Regions from separate parts of the Sus scrofa genome. Here region 2 is linked to region 1. A link is a contact called in public Hi-C data. All regions are on one chromosome and are shown on one strand. The core of a region is the stretch at or near the end of the contact, and the rest is flanking DNA. Distances in the headings are between cores, read along the strand shown. Region 1 has its middle 180 kb from the start of HES1. Region 2 has its middle 64 kb from the start of HES1.

What was found. A called contact is a pair of places that touch in the nucleus more often than the background predicts.
Region 2: a Hi-C map of liver shows a contact between it and region 1, with 1.7 times the contacts expected there. The contact joins two enhancer-like sites. A contact is called at or near these places in 1 of 5 promoter capture datasets (liver), 5 of 47 Hi-C or Micro-C datasets (liver and skeletal muscle) and 1 of 2 datasets of contacts at active chromatin or transcription factors (skeletal muscle).

The regions. Positions count from the first base shown.
Region 1 is chr13:130,957,897-130,963,263 of Sscrofa11.1, forward strand. No RefSeq gene overlaps it. Among named protein-coding and RNA genes, the nearest start is that of HES1, 180 kb to the right of the region's middle. Within about 2 kb of position 2,370, at least 6 of the 83 cell types and tissues checked have an H3K27ac peak or open chromatin away from gene starts, as enhancers often do. A contact at or near this core is called in liver, where this site is marked.
Region 2 is chr13:131,069,732-131,075,098 of Sscrofa11.1, forward strand. No RefSeq gene overlaps it. Among named protein-coding and RNA genes, the nearest start is that of HES1, 64 kb to the right of the region's middle. Within about 2 kb of position 2,855, at least 14 of the 83 cell types and tissues checked have an H3K27ac peak or open chromatin away from gene starts, as enhancers often do. A contact at or near this core is called in liver, where this site is marked.

The DNA.
Region 1 (5,367 bases), core at 1,120-3,619:
ATGTTTCAAAGTCTCCAAAAATTTAAGAGTATAACTGAAGCCCGTGCCTAAAAAGGTAGGACATAAAGTTAATTTGAACTGCTTCTTTCTGTAAGGAACAAAATCTGAACAAATGCAAAGTTGTCCACTATAAAAAAGCTCAAAGTTCAGAGGTTACATATATTACCTACATATGTAAATATGGGAGGAATGAATTACTTAAATCATTAATAAATGACAATCAGAAGTTAGATAGCTGACAACAGAGACACAAGTAAGCTCAGAACAGACACTTAATTTCTTCTTCCTAAATATAAGAGAAAAAGAATATGCGTATCTATATATACATAAACGTGTATATAACTTATATGTATATAAGTTAGAAGACATAATTAGAATGGTTGAGCTATAGGTCAGTGGGAAAACGCCAAACCTTTTTTAATTGAAGTATCATTGATTTACAATGTTGTGGTAGTTTCTGGTAATATATATACATATATGTATATATTATATATAATATATATATACACAGTTATATGTCTATATATGTATTCTTTTTCATATTCTTTTCCATTATGGTTTGTAAGAGGATACAGAATATAGTTCTCTGTGCTGTACAGTAGGACCTTGTCGTTTATCTATTTTGTATAGAGTAGTTTGTATCTGCTAAATCCTCCTAATTTATCCCTTCTCACCCCCTTTCCCCTTTGGTAACCATAAGTTCTCCATGTCTGTGAGTTTATTTCTATTTTGTGAATAAGCTCATTTTATTATATTTTAGATTCCACATATAAGTGATAGCATATGGTATTTGTCTTTCTCTGTCTGACTTACTTCACTTAGTGTAATAATCTCTAAGTACATTCATATTGCTGCAAATGGTATTATTTCATTCTTTTTATGGCTGAGTAGTATTCTATTGTGTTTATATACCACGTCATTTTATCTGTCATCTGTCAATGGATTGAGGTTGTTTCCATGTCTTGACTGTTGTAAACAATGCTACTATGAACAGTGGAGTGTATGTATATTTTTGAGTTATGGTTTTCTCTGGATATATGCCCAGGAATGAGATTGCTAGATCATATGGCAACACTATTTTTTACATTTTTAAAGAACCTCCATACTGCTTTTCATAGTGGCTGCACCAATTTACATCCCCAAAGTGTAGGAAGGTTCCCTTTTCTCCATACCCTCTCCGACATTTAATATTTATGGTCATTTTACTAATGGCCATTTCAACTGGTATGAGATGATACCACATTGTAGTTTTGAGTTGCCAAAATGCCAAGGACTTTTAATCAGGAATCTTGAGTCGGAATCTGAGCTCTATCACTATATATTACGTCACCTTCATTTTCTGAACCTCAGTGCCTTCATCTCTAAAATGATGTTGATATCACCCATGCCACCCACATCACAGAATTAGAACAGGTTGGATCAGTTAGGAGTGTGTTTGGCTGCAAGTAACAAGAGAATGGATTATGACAGCCTCAACAAATAAGAGTGTATTTGTCTCACACAAGGACAGGTTGAGGTAGACAGTCCAGGGAATGCAGCTCAATGATGCCTTTGGGGACCCCGGTTATTTCTGTATCTTTGCCATGACATCCGTGCCATATTGGTTCTCTTCCTCATCCTTGTCATCTCTTGGTCCAAAGATGGCCAGTGTAACTACAACAGTATATAGAGATTTAGGAAGTAAGTGCAAAAGGCAGAAGCCCTTCTCTTTGTGAGTTGCTGTTAGATGATTATCCTTACCTGTCTTTAGACACTGCAGGTACTTGCCCACATTCACATCAATCAATGGCCAAGGGAACTGAGATTACCGTGATTGGTTTAGGCTCATCATCATCATCTTCTGGCCCTGGGGTAGGAAATCTAATACTGAAATCAAAGACTCTTTGTGCTACCAGAACAACTCAGGGCTGGGGCAGCCGGGATGATGGGATGGCTCTTGGGTCAGCAACTAACAGGTTTTATCCAGGGCAAACCAGGATAAAGTAGAGGTCTTCAAAGTGTGGTCCCCGCATCAGCAACATCTGGAAATGTGTTGGAAATGCATATTCTCAGGCCCAAATCCAGACCTCCTGAGTCAGAAACGCTGGAATGGACCCAGCAATCTGTAATTTAACACACTCTCCAGGTGATTCTGATGCCTGGAGAATCAGGGAATCTCAGGGTTGAGACCCCCTGGGAAAAAATTGTTCCTTCACTACAGCCCCTGCCATCCTTCGGTCCCACACACACATCCTGGATCAGAGCCACAAAGAACTCCTGCCCGTGGCTTGGGCTTGCCCTGTAGCCTCAAGGCTTCCACTCAACGCCTACTGCCCGAAATGCCCCCCCTTCCCTTTTCTGCCTGTTGAACTTTATTCTTCTGTAAATAATTAAACAACCAAAATTGGCCCTCTCAGAGTGTTCATGGAATAGGGCATGAAACCCATTGGCATTCCATAACTGTCTGTTAAAAAATGAATACAAGAATGCCGAGTTTTCATGCTTCCTCTACCAAGAGGCATCTCTAAGTTTTCCTTTCTAACCCGACAGCATTTTGCTTGCATTTCTAATTTCTCAGTCTGTTCTGTGATGAGGGATACATCTGCCACTGTCTTCCTACAAATGTGTGAACTACCAAAGCCGAGGCCAGGTCAAGCTCATCTCCTTATTCTCCACAGAAACCAGCATAAGGTCCGACTCTTAGTAAGGGCTGAAAAATGGCATACATGGAATTGAACTTTCCAACATGAAATGTACATAGAATTGAGCTATGTAACATGAAATGTGCACATGCACTTCAAAGAACTGGATTTTTCAATTAGCTGGTGAATCCTACCATTTTTAATCAACAAAAGTCTATTTCATACTAGTGCTATTGATGTAGAAGCAAACTTTCCTTTGGATCATGCTAGTGGGTTTTACCTTGCCCAGTGCTTAGCTAATCCAATTCTGAGAATACAGCGTCACTGCTGGATGTTGAAATGGAGCCATTTGGGGAAGCTGAGCGGAAAACCTCCCAGTAGGAGTTATTTACGCACCTGCTGGATTGCCTATAATAAACGACACCGGCCAACTTGCAGAGTGATCTCCTCACACACCCTGTACTCTGACCATGCCCTCCGTGCCTGAATTTATTGGGTGACTTCCAAGAAGGTTTGGAAATTAAACATATTTTGCAGCCTCCAGAAAATACCAAGGGACCACTTTCAAAGTGACACTGAGCCATAGATAATTACATTTCTTTTAAAAAGTCTTTAAAGGAACACCTTTTGACAATAAATTTGAAGTGTTGGGGGAATGGATAGCAAGGGTTAGAAGGAGGGATGAGAGAGAAAATGTGACCATGGTTAATAAAAACTGGGCTTTCAAGGCAAATAACGCCACAGGTTTAAAAAAAAATCTTATAAATAGCAAAGAAGGCAATAATAATATAGTGAATGACTCTGTCACTCCCCTTTGCCTCCTTACATATTCTTCAGCATTTTCTGGGCATTCATTCCAAACAACTAACCTGCAAAGATTTACAGAATATCTTCTTTTTGATGGGCACAGCCTCAGAGAGGCAAAAAGAGAAAAAAAAAAACAAAACAAGCAAACAAACAAACAAAAAACACCAAAAGAACGGCTGCATTTTCTTACATTGTTTTAGCTTTTAAGAATTTAAAAATTGCTGGAGTTCCCATCGTGGCTCAGTGGTGAACGAATCCGACTAGGAACCATGAGGTTGTGGGTTCGATCCCTGGCCTCACTCAGTGGGTTAAGGATCCGGCGTTGCCGTGAGCTGTAGTGTAGGTTGCAGACATGGCTCAGATCCCGCGTTGCTGTGGCTCTGGCTCAGGCTGGTAGTTACAGCTCCGAATGGACCCCTAGCCTGGGAACCTCCATATGCCACGGGAGTGGCCATAGAAAAGGCAAAAAGACCAAAAAAAAAAAGAATATAAAAATGCATTCGACTACTGTACTTGATCTCATTTAGTCCAAGGTATTAGTCTGATTTTACAGATGAGTAAACTGAAGCACATATGACCAAGATCACGTGGTTTACAACTGACTGAGTTGGGGCTCAAACTTAAGTCTTCTGACTTTGAGTCCTGCTTTCTTACATCTCTAGTCCTCTGCCTACAAAGAGGAGGGTTGTTTTTAACAAATTTATAGCCGACAGTATAGGCTCTCACAATATGAGAAACATTAAAGAATGTCTTTAATAGACTCCTGGGTCAAAAGGCATTGGAATTAAGTGTTTCACTTCTTGTCCACAAGAGTCCCTCTAAAATTACTCAGAGAAGAATTAAAATTGTAAAAACACAAGTTTTGCAGGGAGGGAGGACGAGTGCAGGAAAGTGTGCCTTCCACGTGGTGGAAAGACTGGGACCATCCTTCTCAACTTGGAAGAGGTGGGGCCAGAGGAAGAAAGACACTAAAGGCCATCTCACCACTGGCCTCCTGAGAAAGAGCAGTGGCTCCAGGAAGTAAGTGGCAGAGAGCATGAGATCCCGAGATCCCACCAAACCTGACGGCCCTCCCCACTTCAGCTGTGACCCTTGGAGGGCCAGAGGCAGCAATGAAGAATGAATGATGCAATGAAGAGGGTGCTGCCTCAGAGGAGGCAGAAATTTATGAGTCAGGGAACTTAAAAAGCAATAGCTATTTCAAAGTTTCATTAAAAGCAATAAAGAGTAGCATGGGCACTGTAAAAAGTCAAAATCAGTGGTACAGAAATGAAACATGAAAGACTGCCATGGAATAAGAGGAAAAAGACAAAGTGATTGGAATAATAAGAGAAAAATTATTGAATTTAAAGAACAGATAGTAGCAGAAAACATAGATAAGAGATACTCCCAGAAAAAACAAAAGAGAACGGAATAAATAAACAAAATCACCAAAAATATAAAATATACCAGGTGTATTTTCCTGAGCTGATAAAATATAAGGATCAGAGTCAGCTGCCTGTGACAAAAAGAAGGTTAGAAACACTAAACTTCAAAGGAGTCTGGCAAATATGGGTTTTATTTTAAGTATTACATGCCCATATGAAAATCAAGAATTAGGTTACAAGATGGACAATGTGCATTTGGAGGAAAACCAAATAAAACTATACATCTGAAGATCAAAAGATCTCACTGAGTCCCTCAAAGATTTCAACACCTAGATACATTCAAATTCAGGAACAATAGAAGAATTTTACAGTTACTCTGGCCGATAGCCTCAGAGAGCCCTTTAGCATTCAACATCAGATGACAATAGAGAAAGATCTATAGTTTTGAGTGCAAAAGGTAGCCAGTCAAGAGTTTGCAATTCATCCAAGTCGGCATTCATGTCTGAAGGAACTATAAGAAGATTGCCAGCTACTCAGAGAAGCCTAACGAACACCACTCACATCTTCTTATG
Region 2 (5,367 bases), core at 1,605-4,104, 110 kb after region 1:
TGATTTGACCCCCAGCCTGGGAACTTCCATATGGCACGGGTGTGGCCCTAAAAAGCAAAAAAAAAAAAAAAAAAAAAAGACAAACCATAGACAAGAAGAAATAATAGTCGCAAAACATATATCTGACATGTGCTTCTAGGGAGAATATAGAAAGATTTCCTATAACTCAATAATAAAAAGACAAGTCAGTTTTTTTAATGGCCAAAGACTAAACAGATACTTTACCAAAGAATATATACAAAGGACCACAATAAGCACATAGGGAAGCCCTCAACATCATTGGTCAACAGAAAAATGCAAATTACAACCGCAATAACTACAATGAGATGCCACTGCACACTTACCAGAATGGCTGAAAGTCAGAACTGATACCACTAGATGGTGGGCAAGGTATGGAGCCACTGGAACTCTAATACATCACTGGGAGGGATGTTAAATGGCACAGCCACTTGAAAAAACGAATAGTTTCTTTCAACATTAAACACACATCAACCCAGTGATGTACTGGTACATGGTGAAGAAAAACAAGCCTGAATTGCAGCATTTGCTGATGTCCCCAGTATCAGCTCCCTCATCATAGATTTCAAGGTGCCATTGACATCACCTGGGGCCAGACTGGGAAGAAGTGGGTATAACTGCTTCTTCCACCCACCCCCAGCCCACCATGGTAACTACCCTCCTGACCTGGCAATTCTACCCTCAGTATTTACCTAAGAGAAATAAAAACATACATATGCACAAAGTCTCCGAAGAATGTTCGTAGACAGTTTTTTCATTATAGGCCAAAACTGGAAACAACCCAGATGCCCATCAGGAGAGACTAGGTAAATAAGCTGTGTTCATGCAATGGAATACTTACTACTTATTGATAAAAATGAATGATAGGCCGAGACAGGCAACACCACCAATGGGTCTTAAACATATGCTTTGTGGAAGAAGACAAACGTGAGCAGAACACCCAGTGTGATAGCATTTATATACAACTCCGGAAGAGTCAAAACTAACCAATGGTGATAAAAACCAGATCATGCTTGTTGGGGAGGCAGAGATTGACTGGGAAGAACCCCAAGCCAAGCTTTGTAGGGTGATAGGAATGTTCTAGGCCTTGACATACCTTGGTCAAAACAGAATACTTCAGATGTGAGCATTTCAGTGTTTACAAGAAAAGAAAAAGGCACTGCACCTAAAAAGCCTGGGTTTCCCTTCATTTGAACACTGAAGGGATCTTAGGAGCAGAGGACCATAGCCCGGCACAGGGGCTGCAAAGCAGCAGGCTCAGCGCAGGGGCCTTAGGGAGTAAACTGTGTCTCTCTTATTTTCTCTTTAGCAAAATCAACAAGGCAGTATTTGCTTTCCTGGAAACTGTGGTTACTAAGCCACCTCCCCCGCAACAGGCCAGGGTATGGCCAGGCAGCTGGGGGCACTGAGGCAGAAGCCTTTGGTCCTTGTCACCCCCACAGCTGGACTCATCTTTCCTCATCACCCCCACTCCCCTTCCCCATTTTGGAAGAATTCGTTTCAGGAACTTGCCAAGTCACTGCCCCTTTGTTCTCTCCACCTGTATCTTCCTCCAATGCTCCTTCCCTTCCACCACCTTCCGTTCCTCTTCTGCTTAATATCTTAATATATGTTACAGAGACCAATGCTGATTAATAGCCCGGAGCTGTCAGGAATCCCTGACTCCAAGAGTTCTAACTGAACTCTTGTAACTAAAGCACAAAAATCAATAAGTGACTCATTTGTCCTCCAGTGTACTGAGTTTGGGACTCAGTTCTGCCACCACTTCACTAGCTGTGTGATCTTGGGAACATTACTCAACCTCTCTGGCCTCGGTTATCCTATTTGCAAAAGAAGGGAAATAATTCCTAGGTCAGAGGACTATCTTGGGGATAAAATGAGATAACCTGGGAGGGAGCCAACCTGTTTGGAGGACTTGATGTTTGGGGCTCATTTCTTTTTTCACATGTCGTTGAAAAGAATCCTTGCTAGAAACACATTGATGATACTATGTTAAAGAGTCTGTGCAACTATGTGTCTTGCACTTCCTGAGGAGTAAAGTCGGAATTCCAGCCCAGGTCTCTGCTCTTCCTCCAGCCCTCGGTCCAGACGGTACTTCCCAGGCTGGAAAATCATCTGGCTCAGGGCACAGCAGTGGGCTCCACCCACTCCAGCCTCCCTGTGTGCAATTACTGAGAAACAGCATAAGAGGGCCAGGTGCAGGAAGGTGGAAAGGCTCTTGTCTCACACACACAAAAGCACTGAAATTCCTTTCATACCCTCCTACCTCCCACTCCTTCATCAGTCTCTTATCAACCCAGTTTCCTTGACTTTTCAGTTGTGGTGTTTATTTTATTTGTCTTTTGTCCATTTGGGGGCCGCACCCATGGCATATGGAGGTTCCCAGGCTGGGGATCGAATCAGAGCTGTGGCTGCCAGCCTACACCACAGCCACAGCAACATGGGATCTGAGCCGTGTCGGCGACCTACACAATGCCAGATCCTCAACCTACTGAGCGAGGCCAGGGATCGAACCCACATCCTCATGGTTCCTAGTCAGGCTCGTTTCCACTGCACCATGAATGGGAACTCCGACTTTTTGATTTTGGAAAGAGTTCCTTGGAGAACTCTTGGAGACTGAAGGTAAGGCGTTTTAAAACGACATACAATACACAGGGTTTCCTTTTGCTTTTCCATATTTTATTCGCACACCCTTTCCTATAAAAAATGTGCTCGTTGTCTCCTCGCTCCCTCCCCCCTCCTCCACTTCCTTCTCACGGGCACTCTCTCCACTGTAAAAATGGCTGGTTCCAAGGTCCTTCGAAACCCTGCTGCCTACTCTTCTGAACTGCTTTGATCCCCAAAGTTAATGTTTCATCAGTCTTCTCTCTTATTTGACCTTCTTTCTTGACGACTCACTGTGCCCCAGACCTACACAGGACTTTCCTATCTCTGTATATCTGCTCATACTGTCTTCCCCATATCCCTTCTTCCTCACATGCTACCCATCCCTCAAAACTCGCTCAGATGTCAGCTCCACCATGAAGTCTTCTCTAAAGACTCCAGCTAGAAAGCTCTCTCCCTGGATCTGAGCCCCCTGGCACTTTTCTAAACCACCCGACTGTCTCCTGTGTGTATACACCACTACATATCTCCCAAATAGTGTATGGATGAATGAGTTGGCCAGACTGGCATATTGGTGAGCTGACGGGTGGATGGGTGGGCATGAGGGAGGATGCACGAATGGAGGCACAGATAGAGGGTATATGAGTTGTCAGGTGGACTGCTAACAGGCGGGTACTACTATCTTTTCTTTTTTCTCTTTCTTCTTCTTTTTTTTTTTTTTTTTTTGATCTTTTTAGTGCTCCACCCACAGCGTATGGAAGTTCCCAGGCTAGGGGTCCAATTAGACATGTAGTCGCTGGCCTACACCACAGCCACAGCCACAGTCACATGGCATCTGAACCGCATCTGTGACCTACACCACAGCCCATGGCAACACCAGATCCTTAACCCACTGAGCAATGCCAGGGATCGAACCCACATCCTCGTGGATGCTAGCCGGGCTCACTAACCACTGATTCATGACAGGAACTCCCAGCTGGTACCACTTTCTAGCATTATGAGCCATATTGGGCATCTGCACATGCTCATGTTTTATGTGTTCAGTGTTTATTCAACAGCTTCTATGTCTTGTCTATCTATCCACAACCCACTTCTGATCTCAGGGAGAGGGATGGAAAATATTTAACTCAGGCTGGATTTCAAGTCCTGTGCAATCACTATTAATAGATGACAAAGGGCCAGCTCTATTTTAATTTGGCCCTAACCTAAGCGGTGGAGTTTTTACTAGCATTCAGAAGTAGATGTCAGTGTCTTTCTTGTTTCTGTTCTTTGGGTCCGAGCTGAATGGGAGGTGCCCCCAGGCCAACTGCTTATGTTTCCAATGAGGAAACCAAGGTCTGGAAAGGGAACGTATGATGCGAAAGATCAGGGGTAGAGTGAGACTAAAACTCTACCTTGACTCCCAACCCCCACTCCTCACTCTGGCCTTTATCCCTAAAACTTTTATGTATGTTTCAATCTTTGATGAAAGGCAGGAAGGTTCAGGAGGCAAGCCTAAGACTTTTCCGACGAGAGGTAAGCACTCTCTCATTCTGGGTTCTTTCTATGTTTAGCACCATTTGATTTAGGGCCCTAACTTTCCAAGGTGTCCTTTGTACAATGAAGAGGAAAATGGTACACTCCGACTCCTTCCCGAGAGTGCTAGAAGATTCAGAGTGGTATTTGCACAGAACAGCCCTCTCTGAGGTGGACAATGAAGGCTTGGAGACCTCCGTGCTGTTGGTTCTGACTTTCTTCTCCGTGGAATTTCTCACATCCACTAGGACTCGGTAACATTTTGAAGAACTCTAATATCAGAATGAGAATTAACCATTTCTCTACTACAGCGATGAAATCACTTTCCATGGTTTTTAACCGAAGATCAACATACTCAGGTAAGACTGTGCACTAATTTCTCTGATTTCTCTAGAGAAGGCTCTGGCTTCTCTGTCCGAAAATACAACTCAACAGCACTTCACAGAGATTTCTACAACTTTGACCTGAAGTTTCCAGAAACGCCTTCAGTTCTGTTTTTGTAAGCTAATGACTACTCTAGGGCATTAAAAATCTTCTCCCAGAAAGTCCAAAAATAATAGAAAGAAAGTGGAGGAGAGGAGTCAGAAAGCAGTGTGTGTGTGTATGTGCGCGCGCGCAGGGGACTTTGCAAGAACTTGACTTCCTCCCCCAGCACCCAAACAGCAATTTTTAGGACTGGTCAGTCAACCCAAAACACAATCTGCTTTCACAAATTTCCAATCAACATCCAAATTGGGAGTTCCTCTGTGGCTCAGTAGGTTAAGGACCCAGCGTTGTCACTGCTGTGGTTTGGGTTGCTGCTGTGGCACAGGTTCAATCCCTAGTCTGGGAACTTCCGCATGCCACCAGTGCAGCCAAAAAGAAGAAAACAAAATCCAAAATACCAGTAGTTTTCTTTTGAAGTTTAAAAAAAAAAATTAGTTTGGGAGGAAGAAAGGAGGAAATCCAAACAGTGGAGAAAGCCCAGGCACTGTGGCCTTCACTTTAGCTAGTGAAGCAGCGACAATGGTGAGAAATCAATGCCCAGAACCACAAGGCAGCTTTCAGACACCTCTTGACCTTGTCACTTCCTGGGTAATTAAGAGGCACTACAGTTCTGTGTCACTGTCAGAGCCTGAATGTATATCGATAGATAGATATATATGTTCTTAAAAGATTCTTTTTCTATAGGCTTGGTCAGGATCCTGCCAAAGAAAAGGGGGGAAAGAAAGGCATTCTGTCCAGAGTGCA